Regions from separate parts of the Mus musculus genome. Here all the other regions are linked to region 2. The links are chromatin contacts, called in public HiChIP or PLAC-seq maps. All regions are on one chromosome and are shown on one strand. The core of a region is the stretch at or near the end of the contact, and the rest is flanking DNA. Distances in the headings are between cores, read along the strand shown.

Region 1 (4,514 bases), core at 89-2,588, 350 kb after region 2:
TCCTGTGCTGAGGAGTGTAAGAGGTGAACTCCTGTCCTGAGGTGTGGAGGGGTGTGAGAGGTGATCCCCTTTTCTGAGATGCTGAGGGGTGTCTAAGGGTGTTTACTATAGATCCTGTGAGCTGGTGCATGGGCAGACCTGAAGATACGGATGGTTCAGTTTTTGGCTAATTACAGACCTCAATTGTTTTTAGTGTTATGTAGATATCATTTGTGGTATTTATTTGATAACTTCATGTTTATTAGAAGCAATTAGTTTTTTTATTTTATACTTGTATAATTTATGTTAACTATCAGGGTTTTGTTGTTGTTATTGTTGTTTTGTTTTGTTATGGAGACAGGGTTTCTCTGTGTAGCCCTGACTGTCTTGGAACTCACTCTGTAGACCAGGCTGGCTTTGAACTCACAGAGATCTGCCTGGCTCTGCCTCCTAAGTGCTAGGATTAGAGGCATTCTCTATTACTGCCCAGCTGGGTATTTTGTATGCATATATATTTTCTTTTCTCTGAGCTCTGGCTAGCCTGCAACAGGCTACATAGATCAGGCTGGTCTCCAACTCAAAGAGATCTTACCTACTTCTATCTCTTTAGGGTTAGGATTAAAGATGTGTTTTACCACACTGGCCTGCTTGTTTGTTTATCTGTACTTTGGGTTTGAGTTTGAAAAGATTTTGGGTGGCTGGAGAGATGGCTCAGTGGTTAAGAGCACTGACTGCTTTTCCAGAGGTCCTGAGTACAATTCCCAGCAACCACATGGTGGCTTAAACCATCGGTAATGAGATCCGATGCCCACTTGTGGTGTATTTGAAGACACAATAGTGTACTAATATACAATAGATGAATAAATAAATCTTTAAAAAAGGTCTTATTTAAAAAAGATGATTTTGGGGGACTGGGAAGATGACTGAATTGATAAAGTGTTTGCCACACAAGCATAAAGACCTGAGTTTGGGCACTCAAGACATGTAAAAAGCCTGGGGTGTGTCCTGAATTCCCAGCACTCGGGAGGGAGGAGGTAGAGAGAGGAGTCATGGTCTCGTGGGTCAGCCAGTCCAGCCAAGTTGATGAGCTCCAGGTTCAACGAGAAGTCCATGAGAGCATGCATGCATGTGCACACACCTTCCCACCCACACCCAAAGAGATTCTGCATAGTTTCTGTCAAAGTACTTTTAGCACTAGTTTTTTAATTTACTGCTCTGTGTGTTTGTGTGTGCGAGCTCGTGTGCTTTATTGTTAGAAGTTTCTGTTTACTTTTACTTTCCAGGCCTACTGGTCAGATCAGTAGAGCTCTTAGATATCTTGTCTCACTGAACTAGTTATCAGCTAGCTCTTAAAGGAGCCTTTACCTTAGGAGTTTTGGACCAATAGAACACTATTGTTCCTGAATCTCTGTGCTTGGTTTCTAGATAAAGGGGAAGGAAGGTTTGACATTGGCAGCAAAATGCTATCCTGCTTGGTCTTTTCCAGTTCATAAATTACAATAGTTGTCACAGAAGTCTCTATCAAAGGCTGCCTCTTCCAATTCTCTTAACTTTATCACCCCTTGACATTTTGGGTGGGACCCCTGTGGACACAAATCCACTGGGGCAGAAGTCTGAAAAAAGTGGCATAGTGTTTACATATAACTTAGCATATCCTCTCCTACACTTTTTGTTTTTTTTTTTTTTTTTGAGCAAGTTCTGCTATGTAGGTCAGATTTGCCTTCAGTTCATTCAAAATGTTCTTGCTTCAGTCTCCTGAGTGCTGGATAGGTGTGTGCCATTCTGCCTGTCCTGTCTGGCGATCAACTCTTCTCTGTTACAACATAGCCTGCACATGTTCAGTACAAACAGTTTTCTGTTCCCCTATATTCTCTGCCCATGCTGCTTGTTGAATCTTGGGAGTGTGGAATGCTCAGATGTGGAGGGCCAGCTGTACCTCCATGTTCTTGACTGCACGCATGCACAGGTGGAGGATGCCGCAGGGCTGCCTGTTGGCAGCTGCTGCTTCTCCTCCTCCTCCTTCTTTTTTTCTTTTTTTCTTTTTTTAATTTCTGGGACAAGGTTTCTCGGTGTAGCCCTGGCTGTCCTGAAACTCACTCTGTAAACCAGGCTGGCCTCGAACTCAGAAATCTTCCTGCCTCTGCCTCCTAAGTGCTGGGATTAAAGGCGTTCGCCACCACTGCCTGGCTGCCTGTTGGCTTCTTTTGCGTATGCTTAGTTGCATCAGGTGTTTTCCTCTCTCACACCCTGTTAGTGTTTATTGTACCAATTTACTTAATCTCTTTGCCTTCTAAGCTATACTTACCTTTTATCCATGCTCTCACTAAATAGGTGCCCGCAAGAAAACACTGAATTCATGCAGTAAACTCAGAACTCAAACAGCCAGAATCATGCAATGGAGGAAGCTATGTTCAAGGTTATAAAGCTGGGTTCTAATGGAGTAGAATCTATTTCTCCTCTTAAGGGTCTGGTACTTTCTAAAAAACCTAAGTTGATTGTGTTCTCAGAGATAGAAGTAATGAACTTCCTTAAAATTTCAGCTTCATCTCCCAGAGACTCAGTATCTCATTTCAACCCTCTAACTTGTTTGGGGTGATGGTCTGGACTTTGTGTTGAGTTAAAGAATGAAGGCCAAAACACAGAGAAGCACTGTTATTTGCAGAATGGGTAGATTTGCTTTTTCCTTGATCTGTACCTTAAAGACATGCTTTCTATCTTGTAAGTGCTGCTGGAACCGTGGCGCCATGCTCTGGGGACAGAGTGACGGTATTGGGCCATTTATGGCTGCCAGGCACAGGAAGCAGGAAGCACAATGTTCAGGGTACTTGTGGGTGGTTTGCGGGAGCTTGGAATTAAAAGAAAGGACATTTGTATCCAGGTGCCAGAGGTTCATACAGTTGGGTCATTTGTGGCCCATAGGGTTGACAGGAAGCAGTGAGTCATGCTGGCAGAGTGGCAAGGGACTGAAAAAAAGAAATTCTTAGACATCACTAGGAGCCCTTCTTCCATTTAGAACAGAGGGTCTCAATAAGGGGCCTGCTTTGACCCCAGGGACATTTGGCAATGCATAGAAATGTTTTTTGTTGTCATAAACTGGGGGGTTGTGTGTGGGGTGGTGGAGTGTGTGTTGTTAATATAAAATAGGCAGGGGCCAGAGCCACTTCTAAACATCCATTGGTGCCAAGGTCAGCGCCCCCTGGGGAGGATGTTGCTCAAAGGCAGCCATTCTTGGCCCTGGGCCCTACCAGCCCTATCCTAGTGATTACTTAAGTTGTGAAATGCTTCCATATGCAAAGCATACTTTGAATTTCGTGGATAATGACAAAACTGAGTTTATGACTCTTAAACCCTGAAGCTGGGCATGGCAGCATGTGCCTGTAATCCCAGGGTCTGTGAAGATGGGGCAGGAGGGGCAGTAATAAGGACAGCTGAGCTGTACGAGACCCTGTCTCAAAATACATTTCAAAAACTAAAAAGAAAGAAAGGAAAAGCAAAGCTGGCCCGAGATTCCTGTGACCGTAGCTTCAGCATTCAGAGTGGAGCATGAGATGGTGAGTGTGAGGGCAGGTGTGGCTACAGAACAAACCCTGCCTGCCTTAACCTTCCAGCCCCCACCCCTGAAAAGAAAAGAAAACGAACGGAAAACTTGCATAGCTAGCCACCTCAAAACTGACAGTTCAGTGACATTTAGTATATTAACAGTTTGTAGCTGCTACCATGACTGAGTTCCAGAAACTCTGTTGTTAATATCATGCTACTACATATGAAGCAGTATCTCTATTAACCTATTTAATTTTAGTTCTTGAATTAAGTGTCATGTAGCCCCGACTGCTCTTGAACTACTAATCTTCCTTGTCTTTGACTGTTAAGTGCTGGGATTAAGATATGCAGTGGCTCATTTAAATTTTTCTTTAACTTAAAAAAGTAAAAACCAAAAAAAAGATTATTTATTTGTGTGTATATACTTGTGTGTGTGTGTGTGTATGTATATATATATATATATATATATATGTGTATGTATATGTATATATATATATATATATATATCTTCTTGTGTGTGTGTTTGTATGTATGTATGTATGTATCTTCCTGAATGTATATTTGAGTGTGCGCTATGTGGAAGTCAGAAGAGGGTGTTGGATCCCTGAGAGTTCAAATTAAAGGTGTTTGCAGGATGCATGGCTAGTGCTGGATGACAGTCCTCACAATTTGGTGGTATTTACTTTCTTTGTGTGTTAATATAGTTATTTTCATATAAGAACAAATAAATTCAAAGTTTAAAAGAAACAGGAGGGAGAAAGGGGGAGGGGAAGGGGGGAGACAGAGACAAAGACAGAGAGAAACAGAGAGAGAAAGACAAAGACAGAGACAGAGGAGAGCAACCTGGGAGGGAAAGTAGGCCAGTGTAGTTGCTTTTATCCTGCCTGGTATGTGGTCCCTGGGAACCCGTTTCAGGTCTCATGGGAACTCCCTGGTTGATTTTTAAAAGACTTTTCATTATCTCTGTCTTTATCTTTACTCATATAGATGAGATA
Region 2 (4,421 bases), core at 1,494-3,993:
ACAAACAGAAAATAAAATCCATGAGCCAAAAAAACCCAAACGAAACTAAAAACAGGGAAAAGCTTATAAAACTAAATATGGATCCCAGCATTAACGGCTGAACAGAGAATGTGATTTTTCTTTAAATTCTTAGCGGATGATAAAGTGTAGAAACTGAACACTTACAAATTATTTAAAACCTGGAATTACCGACCAGAAATTACACAGTTGGATCATGGGAAACAGCAGGAAGGGGGTTACGAGCGAACCTACGCTGTTCTAGCTGCACCCCATCCCCTTCTCAGAGGAAAGCCTGGCATTGATTAGATACTGGGCCAGGCTAATACTGGCAGCCGAGCCAGTAATAGTGACCTGCCTTCCAGAAGAGCCTTCCACCGGGTTGGCAATTTTGATCTGGGCCCCGGACATCTGGCGGATCTCATTGATGTTGGCGCCTTGGCGCCCGATTATGCAGCCGATTAAGTTATTTGGAATGGTGAGTTCATGGGTGGTTTGAGTAGATGCATCCAAACTTGCCCAATAGCCTTTCACCTCTGGAGAGCTGGAGTCAATTCCGGCGAATCCCGTCCCGCCGTGCATCATGGCAAAGTGAGACTGTTGTCTTGCCACCTGGTTCAGCTTGGCCAGATCCAGCGGAGAAATGGTGTGTTGTCCTTGAATCGAGTAGGCGTCTAGAGGTGGTCCCTCCAGGTCGTGGGTGGCGTGGGGGTAGCCCGCCGCGTCGCTGCAGCGATCTTGGCCGCCCGCGCAGATGACTGGCGAGCTGGCCGGCATGGGCTGGTACGGGATGGTCATGACTCTCCCCTGTGGAGACTGGGAGAGCGTCTCCAGCATGACCAGGCAGATCTGCTTCACACACTCGGTGACGGACTGCGGCACGCCGGCGATAGTGATAGCCCGCTCGGTCGAGTTGGGCAGCATATCCCCCGCCACCTGGACCTGGGCCCCGGTGCTCTCGCGGATCTCCTTGATCTTGCAGCCGCCCTTGCCGATCAGGGAGCCACACTGGGTGGCGGGCACGACCAGCCGAAGTGTGACCGGGGGCCTGCTGGCCGCCGTACTGTTGGTCATGGAGCTGTTGATATCTTCCTCCAGCTTGTCGATGATCATGGCGAAGGCCTTAAAGATGGCATTGGTAGGCCCAGTCAGCGTGATGATCCTCTCCGGGCAGTTCCCCTCCGAGATGTTGATCCGCGCGCCGCTCTCCTCGCGGATCCTCTTCACCGACTCCCCTTTCTTCCCGATGATGCTGCCTACTTCCTTTCCGTGCATCAGCAGCCGAATGGTGAGAGTCACGTTGAGTCCGCTTTCAGTCACACCGGCGTCCATGGCGAGCGGCGGGCGGCGTTCGGGAGTTGGGCTCGTTACGTGGTCAAGTCCTGGGCGGCTGGCGGGGGAGGGGAGGAGTAGGCCCGAACTGCCGGCGCGAGGCGAGCGGGGGGCCGCAGGAGCGGGCGGGCGCGGGCGGGAGGCCGCGGCGGCGTCGCAGGACTGGCGGCGGCGGCGACGGGGGCGAGCGGGACCGGGAGCGGTCGACGGGCGGGTGGGCGAGGGCGCGGCGGTGGCGACTCCGGCGGCAGCCTCGGCGGTCTGGGCGGGGCGGGAAGCCCGCTTTCAACCCCGCGTACCCTCTGACCCCGGAAGTGCTTTCCGCGCAGGACCCCTAGGAGAAAAAAAAGAGGACCGGCTTTTTTAGGTCACAAGACTGCGCCAGCGCGCGCGACCCTTGAGAAAAATAACCCGGTGGCACCGCCGTCGGGTTGAAAACGGACAACGTGGGCAAAACTGGGGACCCGGCAGAGATTGAGAGGGAGCACGTGTTTTGTTAACCCTAGCGGCTCCGGCAGGGGACTGGGAAAATATACTGGTTTTGTGCCGGGGACAGATAATTGTTTCCCGGTCCGCCCAAGGATTCGATGGCGGAGCGATACAGGCATCGGCGGAGGCCGCTGCAGGCGGGAGCTAGGCCGCCGCGGGTCGAAAACGTGCGCGGGAGGGGACCAGGGCGCATGCGCGGCAGCGAGGGGGGGCGCGAGCGGCCCGCGTTGGCTTCCGTGGGGGGAGGGGCGGCGAGGCGAGGCGCGGCCCGGCGGCTGTGCACGCGCTCTGCTGGGCACGTGGGGCCCCTTCGTCCCCGGCGTCCGGGCGCCTGGTCCCAGCCCCCACCTTGGCCTCCGTCCGGCGGCTGCGTCCGCGACGCAGAGAGACTCGAGCGAGAGTCACCCGCCCCGGCGAGTGCCGCTCGGGCTAGTGGCGTTAGGAACGGGGGCCGCTGGAATGGCGTCCACTTACATAATGCTTTGTTTGCACTTGGTCGGCTCCGGTTAGGGAAGCCCTCGGAGGCGCTACCTCCTGCCCTCGTGTTTTATGTCCCACGATAGTTCCCGAGACCTTAGAGGAGCGGTGCGCACTGACGGCGTGCCGGCATGGCCCCCCGCATGTCCGCGCTGGCTCGCCCGCCGCCTGGACCACGCTTTCGGGAGGCGGCCAAGCCTGGGCGCCGCCGCCATCTTGGGAGGTCGCCCTGACCGAGGCCTCCCGCCGGGAAATGGCCCTCGAGACGCTGGAGAGCGCCTTGTGCTTTCTTTGCCGGCTCCTCGTGCCGCCGCCATAGTCAGCCTGGAGGAGGTCGTGTGAAGGAACGTGTTGTTTAATACTTGGCCGAAAGGACCAGCGTGGCGTTCCTCACCCCACCGCCACCCCACCCCCGAGCGGGGAGGGCTGGCGGCCATGTTTCCCAACAAAATGGCGACACGTGTCGCCATCGAAAAATTGGGCCGGGTCTGAAAGCTCTAGAATGTGCCTTTCATCAGTCTCAGAATTTCCCATAGGATGAAACAGCAAGAGGTGCTTTTGGAAGAAAGTTAATTCCCTTGGTGGGCAGGAGAATAAATAAAATGCAGGCCTGACACGGGATTTTTAAAAAACTGAGTAATGGCAGGCAGGTGTGTGCCTGTGTGTGTGCGTGCGCGCGTGTGTGCACAGTATGTAACCAAGTACCCAAGCATCTAGAAAAAATTTCTAGTTTTTTTCTAGATGTTGTACAGGTGGTGCTGTAACTGATTTAAGATTGTTATGCCTAATAAGCCATAGAATGGCAATGTCTCACTATTCAACTGTCCAGTGATCCTAAAGTTCACAGTTATGTCCACTTTTCCACCTTTACAGTCAAGAGGAACAGATTGTGGGTGTGGGTGTGCCACAGCAGATTCCATTCTAAACATTTTATCCCATGCAATATATATTTTTTTTAATTGAAAATTCCATGAAGTGGGTATTTATTTCTCTTTCTTTTCCCCAACAGAGCAAGACAATCCCAGAGAGATGAATGAAGTGAATGACCCAAGGTTACACAGGATGGAACCTATATCTTCTGATTTCTCTACTGGTGAGCACCTTTTGCAGATTTTTTTATTTGAATCAGAGTTTTAGAATTTAATTTTGCTGAGCTGGTTATCAGACATAGGATCTCTAACTTTTTAGCCAAGCTGTCTACCACTACGCCACAGTTTTGTGTGTGTGGTTTTTTTTTTTCAGTGCAGAGGCACTGAGCTCTGGATCCTCCTGTCTCACTTCACAAACACTGGAATGACAGGATGTGCCACCACTGGCATGTTGAGGGCATGGTAGGAAACACCTTTAATCCCATCACTGGGGAAACAGAAACAGGTAGATCTTTGAGAATTTGAGGCCAGCTGGGGCTACAAAGTGATACCCTGTTTCAAAAAAAAAAAGAGAAAGAAAAGAACTGACTTGTGTGAACTTGTCATTTCTAAAGGAGCCACTCAGAACCCCCCCCCCCCCCCCCCCCCCCCCCGCCCCGCACCTGTTTGTATGTTCCGTGCCTTCACTTATTCCTGGTGTTAGTGACATTTGTTTAGGCTCAAATATTATTTTACAAAGCCTCTGGATGAGGACAGGAAGAGGATGTGATTCAGGCTTGCCCAAAAGTTCAGTATCTGTTCATCTGGCCTCATCTGAGGCCCATTTCCCTCCACCTGGCTCCAAGGGAGCAAGCGAGCAGTTCCCTAGAGACTTGCTTTCCTCAGTTGCTTGTGGATGGATTTCTGGTTTCTCCATCCCAGTCCTTTAAGCAGATAAAATAAGTTACTTTACCTGGTTCCAATCATCTATTTCTCTTTAAATATTGACAGAGCATGGAGGAATATTAGATAAATCATAACTTGTGACTCCTCAAACCATGCGGCCTTCACTATTCAGTGTATTCAATTAAGTTCAATGTAGGTCATAAATCAGCTTTTTTCGTAAAAGCAGCACAGATGCATGTGGTATGGAATTATAATTACAGAGAGGTTATAACCTTCATTTAAATTTGTTAAATACTCATGGAAATGAGTGTATAGTTAGGTATGTTTAAATTTATTAAACTCACCTGGTCTAGAAGGTGAGGGTACTTCTCA
Region 3 (4,896 bases), core at 177-2,676, 320 kb after region 2:
CTCAATATTCAGATTAACCAAGAGCCATCTTTTTTTGTTCTATTTTTCAAGACAGGGTTTCTCTGCATAGCCCTGGCTGCCCTGGAACTCATTCTGTAACCCAGGTTGTCCTCGAAATCAGAAATCTGCCTGCTTCTGCCTCCCAAGTGCTGGGATTAAAGACGTGAGCCACCACTGCCCAGCAAGACCCATCTTTTTTTATTTCCTGGGGGCCCCCTTCTAGATCTTCCTCAAGTGCCTGAAGTAGAAATTCTGGGATGAACTGCAAGAGGGTAGTTGCATCTTTAAGAAGTGTGGGGAGCTGGTGGAAAAATAACCTATACTCAAAAAAGAGAAAAAACCATGTATTTCTTGGGGGAGAGGGCAGGGGAGGCAGGGATTTGGCACGACAACAACATCTTCTGTGAAGCAATCTAGGAGGAGAGATCTCAATTCCTTTCCAAATCCTTAGCATTTGACAGGTGCCAATCACACAGCCCTGTACTCTATCCGCACCCAAGCGATCCTTAGTAAACACAGCATCTTCTTGCGAAAGATTCTGAAGAGAAAGCAGTAGGTGTGTCTAAAGTTCCCTTTAAAGGCGTGAATATATCTGGTAAGGACCAGGCAAATCTGGGTCGGCAGAGGGCCATGGTTTGGGGTGGAGCCCAAGGATGGATGTAGCCTGGTCCCTAGATGCTCCGTGTACTGGATCTCCCGCAGTTCCTTCTTCGACCCTCAGGCTTCTCAGTTCTCATCGTGGTCGGGGACCGGAAGACACCTGCTTTGTTTCCTTCAGCACCGAGATTCCGCTCGGCTCCCTGCTGGCATCATACCCACTTCTCCCCAGCCCCCAAGCCTTCAGTACCTCCGCTCCCATGACGTCGGGGAACTCCCAAACCCAACTGGGGCGAGGCAGCTAAACCGCGTCCTTCAGGTGTCAGTCCGGACTCCTGTGAAACCACAATTCCCAGAGTGCCTCTGTCCATGAGGCCAAGCCATAGATAAAATGGCTACAGAGAGTGGGACGTGCAGCTGGAAAACTAGTCTCTGGTGACTTTAGCAGATGTACTTAAATACCCGAAGCCTCACTTCTGCACCACTCCACTATCATCTCCAGTCCCTGGAGACGGCGTCCGAAGGTGCGCTCGCTCCCGGGGCATCTTGGGAATTGTAGTCCAGATGCCAGATTACCCCGAACTACTCTTCCCAGGGTGCTCAGCGGCAGGACTACGGCAACGCTCTCTTCCAAGTGTCTCTGTCCCGAGTTCCACTGCTCTGGTTCCCTTCTTGCCATCGGTTTCTTTCGCTCTGTAGCTATAGCTGGTGCACCTGAGACGGCCCCTGAGAAGGGGCTGTGCGGCCCTGAGAAGCACTTCCGGTGGCAGGTCACTTCCGGGTGGGTGGTCGGAGCCGACGGGCGCGCGCGCGGGGGAGGGGCGGCCTCAGCGCGGCGCTCGGGGATCAGCTGGCGGGCGGGCGGGCGCCGAAGCGGCCCCGGCTCTGCGGCAGCGCCGCCTCCTTCGTGTCGCAGGCCGGCGGCCGTGGCCATGTCGCGGGGCTGGTAGCTGGGCTCGCCGCCGAGCGGCCGCTAGTGGGTGTCCGGGGCCCGGGGCGGGGGTCCGGGCAGGGGTCCGGTGCGTTTCCAGGGCTTTCCCGAAGAAAATGCACGCAGCGTTTCCTCTGGATGACGGCCTGTGCTTTCCCTAGGACCCGGCAGTTAGGCTCTGGAGTGTGTTACTGATTCATCCTCTCTCTGCCTCTGTCATCGCAGGTTTAAACTTAAACGATCGCTCCCCGAGGAGGAGGGGACCCGCCGCGCGATTGACAGTCTATTCCTGCAGGCGCCGTCCCTCAGCCCCCACCCCACGGCCGGATTCCCGGGGCTCTGCTCAGGGCTGAAACCGGAGAAGAAATCCTTAGATCTCTTTTCTTTACAACAAATACGAACCTAGAAACCATCGGCATTTTGCCTTGGCATTTCATATTGGAAAGATGAAGAAGTTTTTCGACTCCAGGCGGGAGCAGGGGAGCTCTGGCCTGGGTTCAGGCTCCAGCGGAGGAGGGGGCAGCAGCTCAGGCCTGGGCAGTGGTTACATCGGAAGGGTCTTCGGCATCGGGAGGCAGCAGGTCACCGTGGACGAGGTGTTGGCGGAAGGTATGTTGGGAAGCCAGTGCGCGGTGAATTAATCTCGTGTGCTGATGTGGCAAGACTCTGGTTTCTAGTTGTATGAATGGGTTTTGACCAACTGACCCTCCCTTCCCCCTCTGCACTTTCCTTGCGAGTCATTGTCCTTGAGAGAATTAAAACTCAGACTGGGAATTGACAGGGCTTGGGGGGGCAGTATTGCCCAAATAGTTTACCTCAGTGGCCTTTCATTTGGGTGGGTGGGGGGAGCGCGTGGAGAAATCTCTTCCTTTGACCGAATTATTCGGATCCTATGTGTGAAGTATAAGTGAAATGCAGGGTGGTGGTCTTGCCATTTCCCTGAAACTTTAAATTCTGATGCGGAGGCTGAAGGGTGGGGATGGGGAGAGATCTTAAAGGAGAGGGGGGCTTCTCCCACCTAACTTTCCTATTTCTTTAAGTAGGTAGCCAAAGAGGATTTCTCTGGGGACAGGAATGCATTTTTTGGTGTTTTGGTTAGGTTTGTTTCTTTACCCAACTGCAGTGAGGTCCCCAGGATGTGGCTAAGATAAAATCATAAGCGAATGAGATGGTTTTGAACTCAGACGCCTAGGCCTCTTTTCTCCTTTTAGTTTCTATTAAGAATGACTTAGGATTGGCTCTGGTTTAGTGTTCTCTCAGTTGGAGAGGATGCTGTGTGGTTTCTCTCGGTGTGTGCTCGTTGGTCTATCTGTGCTCCTGCAGATACATATTTTTCTGCCCCAGGCTTTAGGGAAAATCTTGAGTGTTTCTTGGGTAACCTTAACCTCGACCTTCGTAATTATGCCAGACTGATACTTTTCACAGCTCATTGCCTGCTTACTGTGCTTTTATTTTTAATAAAAGCAGCAATTTCCTTGGCATGAAGCAATTTAAACTAATTGGATAGGACCAGTCTGCTGTAGGTTGCGTTACAGCCTGCCAAGGCTTGGGTCTGGGGGAGGCCTCAGTGAAGGCAGCATGGTGGTAGAGGCTAGTCTATCAGCGAGGGAAGGAGGAATGAGAGCTAAGCAGCCCCTTCGAAAAGGAGGCTTTTGCAAGCTGAGGTTGAAGGAAGGACCTCTACCTGGGCCTAGGAACTGCCTGTCATGGTGAGTCTTGTAGGGTGGTGGACGGGTGGGTGGGAAGAGGCCAAAGCTGTGTTAGACTTAGTTTGTGTAAGTACTGGATTTGGCAAGGCCCAGTTTCTGAGGATACATTGAAGCCTATACTTAAAAAGCACAATTTTGAAGAGATATCTGATAATTTCCTTGTAAATTACTGCTGCTTTTTTTATTTTTTATTTTCCATTCTTAGTATTGTTCCGACTGGACTTAATCTGGGCCTGAGTTACAATCCTTTCTGAACCTTTCCTTGAGGATTCTGGTGCAGGGTGGGAGATGCTGCTATGTCTGCTGCCAGATCTGTACCTTGGAATCTGAGCTGACTCTTATCCTGTAGCCAAAGTCCTTGACTACAGTGGGGGGTGGGGAGGGAGAGGGGGGTGAGAGAGAGAGAGAATGAGGAAGGAGATGAGATCAGGAGGATGGCCTCAGAGCCCAGGAACATTTTTTTCAGCTAGGATGTTTTCTCATCACGTGTTGCCCTAAGCTTTGCTTATTCTCTGAGTCTGGAAGAGTGGTGGGAAAGAGAAAACACAGAATCAGCCTTTGTTTTCTAGGCTTCCCTGGAATTCATCCTGAGAGCTGCACATTGTGCATTCTGATATTTTAAAAAGTAGAACTTTGGGCTTGGATCTGTTGATTCATTCGTTTATTCATTCAGCCAACAGTCACAGAGTGCTTGTGATGTGGCCAGTTCTGTGCTAGGCTCTGGGGACATGATGTTTAACTAGATGTTAGCATTTCAGAGCTGTTTGAAGAGATAGAAAATGGACAGTTAGTGATAGTGTCACCGTAAGAGTAACCTACGGATCAGTTGCTACAAATCTTGTCCTTAGGGCCCCTCAGTGTTAGGGAGCTAAGACACGTTTTGTGGAATGAGCGAGTGTGGTAACAGCACGGGCTGAGGCTGTGCATGAGTGTAGCATTTAAAATTTGGTCTGGCAAATTTTTTGGCTATGATTGAGCTTCAGTTGTGGCCTTTGAAGTACGTGACTATGTAGGAGTCAGTATTTATGTGGCACTACTGAGTTCAAAGACACTGCTAAGGTTTAAAAGGGGTGAGAGATAGAAACTCTAAAGTGTGATGCGTGCCTTTTAAAATTAGCCAGTGGGTTTCATTGAGGTGCTGAGATCATGCTTGTGTTGTGCAAGGTAGCCAGGTAGCTACATCTCCAGCCGTGATGTCTGCCTTTAGGGAACTGCTAGTCAGTGTAGGAAGAAAATAAATTCATTTGTACATATAGTAGTGTGCTTATGGCCACAGATCCTATAGTCGGACAGATTTAGGGTCAATTTTTGGATTTGTTTTTGTTGTTAAACCTTTTTACATCGTGTGTGTATGTTTTCTCTAAGATAGCTCACCATTTCCTGGACCTGTTTTAAAAAGCATCTATTATATTATTACTACTATTGTTGTGCATGTATGCTGCACACAAGAATGTGTGTGCATGTGTCACAGAGTGCAGAAGTCAGAAGGCAGCAGTGTGATGTTAGCTTGCCTCTTCTACCTTTACATGTGTTTTGGGGTCTAGAATCAGATTGTCAGACTTTTGTGACAAGTGCCTTTTCTTGGTGAACCGTTTTGTTGGTCCCCTCTGAATCTTTTGTTTGTTTCTTTTTTCTCTTCTTTATATTTTTCTTTTCTTT

What was found. HiChIP or PLAC-seq counts read pairs in DNA pulled down with a chosen protein or histone mark.
Region 1: an H3K27ac HiChIP or PLAC-seq map of extraembryonic endoderm stem cells shows a contact between it and region 2. The contact joins the enhancer-like site here to the promoter of 1600020E01Rik in region 2. A contact is called at or near these places in 4 of 115 datasets of contacts at active chromatin or transcription factors (bone marrow-derived macrophages, extraembryonic endoderm stem cells, memory CD8 T cells and 1 more) and 1 of 9 other capture datasets (liver).
Region 3: a contact with region 2 is called in an HNF4G HiChIP or PLAC-seq map of pancreatic cancer cells. The contact joins the promoter of Aak1 here to the promoter of 1600020E01Rik in region 2. A contact is called at or near these places in 2 of 39 promoter capture datasets (embryonic stem cells and pre-B cells), 6 of 484 Hi-C or Micro-C datasets (CD4 T cells, Th1 cells, embryonic stem cells and 3 more), 11 of 115 datasets of contacts at active chromatin or transcription factors (CD8 T cells, the SCID.adh cell line, bone marrow-derived macrophages and 8 more) and 2 of 9 other capture datasets (adipose tissue and pancreatic islet).

What each region holds. Positions count from the first base shown.
Region 1 is chr6:86,872,028-86,876,541 of GRCm38.p6, forward strand. All of the region lies in intron 1 of Aak1 (AP2 associated kinase 1), which reads left to right. Among named protein-coding and RNA genes, the nearest start is that of Aak1, 25 kb to the left of the region's middle. Within about 2 kb of position 1,339, at least 46 of the 459 cell types and tissues checked have an H3K27ac peak or open chromatin away from gene starts, as enhancers often do. A contact at or near this core is called in extraembryonic endoderm stem cells and pancreatic cancer cells, where this site is marked.
Region 2 is chr6:86,524,587-86,529,007 of GRCm38.p6, forward strand. It overlaps 1600020E01Rik (RIKEN cDNA 1600020E01 gene), which reads left to right and starts at 2,744. Exons shown (of 5, transcript NR_037960.1): 1 at 2,744-2,847; 2 at 3,305-3,388. Pcbp1 (poly(rC) binding protein 1) reads right to left here and starts at 1,603. Exons shown (of 1, transcript NM_011865.4): 1 at 1-1,603. The coding sequence starts at 1,329. The coding sequence ends at 259. It overlaps Gm38676 (a long non-coding RNA gene), which reads left to right and starts at 4,178. Exons shown (of 2, transcript XR_869219.1): 1 at 4,178-4,421.
Region 3 is chr6:86,848,079-86,852,974 of GRCm38.p6, forward strand. It overlaps Aak1 (AP2 associated kinase 1), which reads left to right and starts at 1,427. Exons shown (of 16, transcript NM_001378654.1): 1 at 1,427-2,137. The coding sequence starts at 1,975. 2610306M01Rik (RIKEN cDNA 2610306M01 gene) reads right to left here and starts at 1,362. Exons shown (of 1, transcript NR_028298.1): 1 at 329-1,362.